Regions from separate parts of the Drosophila melanogaster genome. Here region 2 is linked to region 1. Evidence: chromatin contacts called from public Hi-C data. All regions are on one chromosome and are shown on one strand. The core of a region is the stretch at or near the end of the contact, and the rest is flanking DNA. Distances in the headings are between cores, read along the strand shown. Region 1 holds the start of tara (taranis). Region 2 holds the start of glec (gliolectin).

Region 1 (4,716 bases), core at 959-3,458:
CGGCAATAACCACGCGACAAGAACGGCGCTCGTCGACGGTGACGCTGTCGCTGCTGAGACTCGTTAATGTTGCTGATACCATGGCCATAGCCATAGCCATAGCCATAGGTTGCCAGTTGCGAGTTGGTGTGGCCGTTGCTGTTGCTGTTGTTGCCGCATTGGATTCTGTTCCTCTGTTCCTGCTGGTGCTTCTGCTTCTGCCGCTGCCACTGCCACTGCGATGTTGTAAAAGTTTTGCGCACAAATCAGCAGCACAGCCAAAGGATACGCAAAGTGGATGAATAACAGCGGCAACAACATCACCACACTGAGCGATCAAACATTCAAACGGAAATGTATTTGCTTAAATGGAACACATTATTATTAAACATAAGCATGATTGAGAAAATAATTACATAGAAATACGCCTTTTAAATATTTCTAAAATAAAACAAAAATGTTTAAAACATATATTTTTGGATTGTTTGTACAGATATTATATTCATCTTTAGAATTTCCTGAGAAACGTAGAGCTAAGGATTTAAGCTCTTGTTTTCCATACTATTTACAGCAATATACATGGAGTTTTTTATGAAGTTTCTAGAAATTATATTTGTTTTCAGTGAAAATGGCATTTTCAGCGATTGGCGCTCGAAGGCGAACAATGAATGCCACAGCCGCCAGAGTGGCCAGCATCGTTAAAGCTTTAACCGACTCCCCTTTCTGCTAGCCTCCCATTACCACGGCGCTGTCCCCTCTTTCAAATCCCCACAAAAAAAAACCCCTTTTGCCAATTTCGAGGCTGCGCTGCGTCGCACAAATTTCAATGCGCTCTTGCCTCGAAACGGTGGAAAATGCGCGTCCGTTGTTAGTCGGAAAACGTCGTCATCCGTCGACGGTTGTTTTGGCTGCCTTTGGACCAGGAGTTTTCCGCCAGCAGAGGCAGCGACAGAAGCAGAGGCAGCGACAAAAGCAGCGACCACGACAGAACTAGAAATCCGGCATTACACTCAACAAAAACTTTTGCTAAACCAATTATTCATGAACTAAAAAAAAGCGTTTGCATAATGTCCTAAATTTATGAACAAGTTTCATATAACTTAGAATATTTCTACCTGATCAATTTTTATCAGAATTTTTAACCATTTTATTATCCATTCTTGTTTAAGTGCGGCTTTAGCTTTTGCCTTGGCAGCAGAAACTTCGGCTCTTCGTTCGGCCTGGCTCTCATAAATGACATAGAGAGAGAGAGAGAGGAAAAGAGGGAGGTGGATGACGGTTGGTAACTGTGGGAGAGCGTGGGCCAAACAAAGAGCCACCCAACTCTCTCCTAAGCACTGGGTGTGCGAGTGTGTGTGTGCAGCGAAGCAAGCAAAGCAATCAGCAGTCAGCGGGGTCGGAGGGTGGGGAATTGCTCTCGTAAGTGTGACTGTGTGTGGGGAAAGAGAGCCTAGCCACCCAAATCGCCCACTTTTATCAGTCAGCAAAAGGTCGTTCGGCACTGTGGTCGCTTCGCTCCGCAGAGCACCTGACTCACTGTCAACTGATAAAAGTCGCCGATATCAGGTGCGACGTTATGCCACCAGCCTTTGCAATCAGAAAAGATGATATGAGCACTTAGGATCGTCTTTGAACTGATTCGAAATAAATTTATTTGATCATCATTTAAAACTACATATATAAGAGATATTAGATAATTCTATGATTTCTTTTAAGGACTTAGTAATTTAGGATCGTTTGTACAAACTTTGCAATTTTATTTACCAAACCCACACGTATACCGATCCTCCGAAAAATGTATTTCTGTTCCGCCTCTTACCAAAGTCATTAATAAGATGATTTTCGCTATATCAATCATACACGCCCTGTTACCCTTGCAGAAACAAAAATATGGAAATATTTGTAGCATTCAGTTTTCATCTTACAAAATCGTCAATAATCTGTTGGAGATCTTTATTTATTTACAAAGCCAAAAAGAGGAAGTTTAGTTAGGCGCTTACGTTGCGTATAAGTTAAAGGAATGGTTGTAAATTCTTCACAAGCTGCAGAAGTTCGATTTCCAGCACAAAAATATCGATCCCCCATTATGAACAAAGATCCAATATTATCGATACATCTGTGTACTTGGCTTCGTGCAGAAACCGTTAGGCGCCAATCACAATTATCGACTTTATGAAAACGAGCAAAGCGGCCAAAGCAAAGCAAAACCCATACGAGCTGAGCTGAAGCAATCCGAATTGAACCGAGCCAAGGCGAGTTGGCTTTGTTTGTTGGTCGGGCCCACTAAAATAGTTCAGGAAATGATGAAAACGTGGAGCTGGGGCGAAGCAGAGAGGGCGGAAGGCATGGTACATTGAAAGCATTGTGGGTCTGAGTTTTGGTATTGGGATTGGAGCCATGGCTTTCGCCCGATTGTGTCCCAGCCTGGTGGCTTTCCACAGAGCAACTGAAAATACGAAAATTCGAGGCGGAAAAGCTGGCAACAACAACGCGCGCATGTGGCAGAGTTGCCAAAGCGCAGAGAGTTTTCCAGGCGCGGCGACGGCAACCCTGGCCACCCGGCTGTCGAGTGTGTTGGCCAGGCCGAAAGCATTCAGTACGAACTCTGCACTTCGCACAACAAGACGCCAAGCGACCAGCGACGACGACGCCAAAGGCGCTCGGCCAAAGCCACAGAGCCCGAGCAAAAACTACGTAAATTTTCCACAGCGATTTTCCCCATTTTTCCCAGTTGAACAACAGCGCCAAAAACAAAAACATCGGACCAGCGGTCTGCATGTGTGTTTGTGCCAGAGCGTGTGTGTTTTGTGTGTGTTATATAGTGAATCGTTCTTGGCCCGACGATCGACTTCCCCATCACCCTCAAACCCGCAAACATGTGGAGCTGGGGCTAAGGAACACCACGGAACCCAAAACAACCAGCGACTCAGAAAAAGGCGCCAAACTTAAATTATTGCCAGCCGAGATTACCTCCTCAAGACTTCGCAGGAAACCATGAAAATGTGGACGGAATCCAATGTGAGTAGATCGTGATAAGGCCTTACTATGGCTCACTCTATAAGTACCGACCTTGATCTTGTCCAATGATATTGGCCATCGATTGGTTATTGTCATCGTGTTTGTTCTAGCTCTAGATGGACTACACTTGAATCTAAATTGAAATGATCAAATTTTGATCAGAAAATACTATTTCAATTTTGGTCCAGCATATAATGTGATATCTGAGCTGAACTTACGACATATAATATCTAATAATGGTATTTTTAAAATGTAAAGTGATCGTTCGTAATTTAAAGCTATGCAATCTAATTATAAGAAAATATACATTTCCTAAAAATATTAGAAATATACCAATGTTTTTAGATTTGATTATCAATCATATGGTTGTATGGTGTCACCTTATTATTAACATTCAGTTTCCCTACATTTATTGGCTTCATTCTTATCACATATGTATGGTTCATTGCGGTGTATGATATGATTGCATTTGAGTACACATGTGAGGTGCATTCGCTATCTTTGTTTTGATTCTTGAGTTTCTTCTATCGGCATTTACGCTTTATGCGCTTGTTTCCTTTGCCGTTTACCGGCGAATCCAATTGAAAAGTCATTTGGCTACGGCCGGGAAATGTTCAATGGATTGGCGTGGGGCGCCACGAGGGGTGAGCATCGGGGGGTCAAGGATGGGTGCCTCCAGCGGAGCAGCACGCACATCCATGTGGGGCATTTGTAGTAGGCACGCACAGCACGCGTCGTCAGCTAGCCATTTGCTCGATTCCCTCGAATCCCCCGATTCTCGATGCCCGATTCCGATTCAGATACGATTTCCATTCCCAAGTTGGGGTCTTTCCCGACAAGCCCCCATCGCAATCGAAGCCAAGTAAACAAAAGCCAACAACATCAAGGTTTTTTCTCCCTCTTTGTTTTCTTTCTTTATTTCTACCGCTTGCAGCAATTAAATGAAAGTTTTTGTGATGATGGATGATGAAAGGGGGGCGGTGGGTGGTGCGGACGTGATGGTGATTGTGGTGGTAGAGGCGTAGAAGCCGGCGAGCAAAACAAAAACGGCAAAAATGTCATACACGTCGAGGGGGTGGCAATCGCATGGGGCGGTGCGGTTGGTTCGGGGCATGTAAAGTGCATTGGCATTTAAGATTCTTTGCAGGCTTCACTTCCAAGTTCCGCAAACAAATAAAAACCGAAGAGGAAATACATTTTTGAAATAAACTTGACCCACAATTGGACAAAGTGTTCGATGCAAGATATGTAGATATGCCGGCTTTGAGAAAAATGTTTGCTACCAGGAATTTGTCAGGTAGCAATTTATTTAAAAATGTTAAGACAAAATAATATTCCCAAACTTTTTAGTTAATAGTTTGTACTTGTGATCAAGCTTGCATATGTATGTACATACGTGCACATTCTTTAATGGGTTTTTGGTAATGTTACAAATGTGTAATGTCAATTTTTTATTTGAGGTGTTTAGGTAAAAGAACGGGTAAATGAGGTATATTTAGCCAAGCCTTGGAAAAGTCTGTTGTTAAAAAGTCAACAAATTCGACCGCTCCACATAAATGATTAACAAGGGCAAAGGTCGTAAAACGGAAAATCAACAATAAATACACGTACCAGTCCCCTCTTACCAATTTACGCACAAACACACACACATACACACCGCAATGGAATCCACTTGTCCTTGACACAGTGACGTACCAAAGTCCGAACGTTGTATAATAA
Region 2 (4,716 bases), core at 940-3,439, 5.6 Mb after region 1:
ACAACTACAGTGAACTCATGTACAGTCGCAGGTCTGTGTAGCTCATTTTTTGTTTTTTTATTTATTTTTTTTTTCTGTGTCGAAACTGCAGCAGGAATAAAAACAACAATCAAGAAAACCAGAAGGCGTTGATTTAAATTTAATTGAGGCCTCTCAATTAATTGCCTTTGCATTTTACTCATCTCATATTCACTTTTCAGCTGCAATCTCTTTTCGCAAAATATGGAAAGATTTTTGGCGCGCGATTGTTATTCAACAGTTTTTATTTTTTGTTTAGCTTTTTCGCTTTGACACACTGCCAAACCAAAGACAAACTGGAGACCAGCTCTCTTTCTTCCCAGCTCTCCCTCTCTCACTGAATGCCACGCTATCGGCGGAATATCAGCGTAAAGTAAAGCAATAATAATAAGCCAAAAATTAAAGGTACAGTCGAACGTCCATAAGTGATGCTTAATATAAACAAACTGGTAAGTTTTTTTTAATAGCGTTCATCTTAAATCTATTATTAGATAACAATGGACTGCATTAATAGTCCCTTGTCTTGTTGCTAAAACTTAAGGCAATAGTCGTAGAAACTTGTACTGAATCTTTAAAATTTCATAATACAATGATTTTGAATACATTTATTATTTCAAATTATTTGAAATTAGAGAAATTTATTCGAATTCGATTAAGCAATGGGGCCAAACAATAATACTTTTTTGAGTTTTCTGTTATTCATCAGATATGTAAATGTATCCCAATTCACTTTCGAGTAACCAAAGAGATAAATCCCTACGCACGTGAATGAACGAACAAAGAATCGGAAAAACTAGCCAAAATAAAGAGAATAAAAACTGGTAGGAAAGAAGTGACAATAAGAATCGACGCAGAAGGGGAAAAACGAAATTAGGAAAATCAGAAAATAAGGGTGGTTTTTTTTTTCAACTAAGGGGAGGAATTTTATAAGGGTGACGACTGTGGCAAAGGACGAGCACAAAGCAGAGACTGCAAGAGGAAGGAACAACGGAAAATGCAACTAAAATCAGGTGTCTGCTTATTGGATCATCTATATAAGAAGTACATGGGATCTTAGTAAATAGAACATACGTACAAAAACCGAGGAAATGTATGAGATAATTCGAAGGAGACTTTTTTAATTTTAGAGATTTCACTATATTCTGATTCTGCTCTGATTCTTTGGGAAAATTTAACAATAACTTGAAAGTATATTAAACTTAATAACTTGGAACCAAAGAGTAATCATTATTCGTATATTTTGAGCAAGCACCCAGCGTTTCAGGTGAAACAAAAACATGCAAATCATGGAAAAAAAAAACCTACCTTTGAGGCCTTGTGGCTGCCTCGCATATGGCTTTTGGCCATGTCGCGTGCAGTTGGCCAAATCCGCACTGCCGTTGCTTTTTTTGCGATCGCTTTCCGGGCATTTCTGAAGGATCAGCTTTGCGCTGGCGGAGATCTGGGCGGGAGTCAGGGCCATGCCCCTCGGCGCTTGGCTGACTGCCTTTGGATTGCACTCATCGGCATCGGTGCTGGATATCGTCCTTGAGGTCGGATACCGCATTCCGCGCAGGACCTGACAATGGGCATCCGTATCAGCATCCGCATCCGTATTCGCATCCGCATCCCGATTAGATTCCAGCTGGATGTCATATCCGTAGCGTTCCTTAACGTATAATCTCTGCGTGTGCTGCTCCTGGGCCAACAGCTGATCGATATTCGAGTCCCCGGGAGCGTTATTGAATAGGTTCCGACAGATTCTCTTCTTCTCCGATGCGCTGGGCGGTGGGCGTGGCACGGGGGCGGCGAGAAATGGGCCCAGGGCCATTGGCGGACACAACATGGCTATGGTTTTGTATAACTTGTTTTCTTTGTTTAAACTTTAGGTATTTTTGCACTTTTTGGTTTATTGCTTTTGAAGTATTCTCGCTTTGTTTCTTCTTTCCGCTTTCACTTGAACTTTCACAGCGATCACTGCGCGAAACTCACGTACGCATTTTAGGCATTGCAATTGCAGTTTAAATCGGTTTTCTATCGCTGGCGAATTTGTTGTATGCGTTTCTTTTTCTGTATCGTAGAGAGCTAGCTGAACTTTACGACTTTCACGCGAGCCAAAGAGAGCGAAAAGAACGCAGCTGGAGCAAACGCAAGCGACCGAATTGGTGGAGAGTCAAAGACTGAATCGCGCAGAGACCAGGGATTCAGCAAGTTATATAGCTTATATGGCGCAGTGTGACCAGTTGCTCCCGCATCGATAACGCTTTACTTTCGCTTTTGGCCCGCCGAAACGGTCACTCTGCGCTCTTTCGTGACTCTCTTCAGCATTTTTACGCTCTCTTACATTTGGGTATCATTAACATTAGGGTGAAATGCACAGAAAAACATACTTGAAAGTGATCTAGAAAATATTTCAAAAATTATACATCGAAGCTATAATATTCAATATGCTTATAATATATGTTTATTTCCATAAAAATTGTTTCCTAGCACCGCTATTGCACTTTTAACTGCAGCAGTTTTGAGAGGTGGCGCGAGTAGGGAACATCTCTGGCTACTGAGATGACGTCATAAATTACATTTACTTCCTTGATGTTCAAATGAATTGAAGTGAAATTTTAGAAATTTAAAATTAAGAAAAATATCATATCTCCAAGTTCGTATTTTTTTTTTTACTCAAGGTTGGCCATCAAACTGAATTGCATTGCAAGCAAACATATGATGAATTCCAAGTAGTTTATAAATTAAATCGATGACATCATAACACCCAATTTGAGATGCCAACATGCAGTACCTCAAACACAATGCCACACCTCACTATTAAATGTATCCCATGCAAATAGAGATTCCTAGCTCAGAATAATGCAGTTGCTCATCTTATACTTACGATATTTACATGTAACAATTACGGAAAGTGAATCCGTTTTTTGTGTGCCAATTATAGGCCGTGTAAATACAATTAGTTATGCTAGGGACTGCTGGCTCGTTGCTATTTACCTCGCACAAATACTGAGCTAAACGCTAACTAACTGATATGTTAGCGCGTTTTGGGCCCTAACTCAAGGTCGAGTCGGGCTTCATGCGGCATTAAACGGCCTAATTGGCGGCCAGACGTGGCTAGAACAAATTGCCAGCGACAGGAATACGAAAAATTCAAAATAGTCAACAAAAAATCATAAACAACTTTCGCGCCTGCGGCGGCAATTCAAGCGTATCTCGAACAAACGAAAGTGAAAACCGCATAGAAATAGAGGTAGTAGGTTGTAGTAGTGGTATTGGTAGTAGTAAATAATGTGGACCACAAGTCATTTCAATTTCAATAATGCTGAGTCAGCCGAACCGATAAACTGGCCCCCACTCCACTGGTGGTTGGTTAGGAGGCGCAGCTGGTGTTACCTCGAATCGGAGGAGTCTTCAGGCCCATTTCGTCTGGCTCTTTGACCGATTAGTCATTTTAAAGAGTGCCCCGGACAAAGGACGCGCCCAAAGGATTGCGATTTATTATTGTTTTCAGGCGTACAGTGGGCCCTCGCAAAGGGATACAGATGGTGTCTGTATTGGCTTTATAAGCTTTTATAAGAATTTTCGCCAGAATGAATAAATGTTTTTCTTTCTTATCATCTTCATATGTAGTATCTGCTTTACAAACAAATGTATTGTTTCTAGAAGGGATACCAATTGAATATATTCCTAGATATATTACTGCAGATTATTCACTTATTACTTTCATGTATCGAACTAAATAAATCTCAGCAACTCTTAGTAAAAGTTTCGCGTTTCCGGAGATTACTGTATAGAAGATTGATATCCCTTCCTCATATATTTTTTGGCGCGATGTCCAATTCGGATTGGCAACTACCTGCTCGCGAGGTGAATGAGGGGTTGAGGATCGGATGGGATGGGATGGGATAGGATCGGATCGGATCGGGTGGATCGGTGGCACAGGTCGTGTCAGAGTAGGTCTGTGCAAAAACCAACCCTCGCGCCAAAAAATCCACATAATGACGTGGCACTCGAGAGGGTAACAATGCAGTTGGAAATGTGTGAAAGTTTCAAAAGAGATTTCCATTCTACCATTTCAACAACTGCGATTCAGCTTTGTTTTTTTTTTAATATCTCGTAGCTGCGCTGATTTTTCACTGTCGAATGCATGTCGTCGCGTATATTTGTATCTTTCAGATGTTTTCTGGGTACGTGTCTGGGTCTACTGATGGGCTACTTTTCCGTCGTCACTTCCGCCGCACGCATCTTGTCTGCGAAAAACTCAAGCTGTTTTCCGCCGACTGGCTGGCAGAAATTAGTTTATGGGCCACGTACCATGTAACCCCGGCTCAAAAGGTCAGAAACCATTGAATGATAATGAAATGAATGAACCCAGGAGCCAACGCAACCGATCAATGGAACTGTCGCACGCGCTGCGCATAAGGTTAACTGCTGTTTTAGTGTCGGAACGTAACGCAGGGAGTTTGAGATACACCGAGGTTTTCGTCGTTTTCCGTCCGTGCTGACGTCACGTTCGTCTAATTAATAAATGAACTCATTAAGTAGTAGCCCGGGCTGTGTCCCCTCATTTCTGCTTTCTCCTCCCCCTGCCAGATGTTTTCTTTTCCATTTCATTTGTTCTTGCTGTGTGTGCAATATGCAATATGGGCGCGCGTGGCAGCAACAACAACTGCAGATCCGGTCGCTTGAAATAAATCTAGCAGATACTTTGTTTGC

Evidence for each region. A called contact is a pair of places that touch in the nucleus more often than the background predicts.
Region 2: a Hi-C map of the Kc167 cell line shows a contact between it and region 1, with 3 times the contacts expected there.

What each region holds. Positions count from the first base shown.
Region 1 is chr3R:16,223,443-16,228,158 of dm6, forward strand. tara (taranis) reads left to right here and starts at 2,209. Exons shown (of 2, transcript NM_080255.3): 1 at 2,209-2,997. The coding sequence starts at 2,974. lncRNA:CR45643 (long non-coding RNA:CR45643) reads left to right here. Exons shown (of 1, transcript NR_125181.1): 1 at 1-412.
Region 2 is chr3R:21,854,077-21,858,792 of dm6, forward strand. It overlaps glec (gliolectin), which reads right to left and starts at 2,190. Exons shown (of 2, transcript NM_079719.3): 1 at 1,324-2,190. The coding sequence starts at 1,843.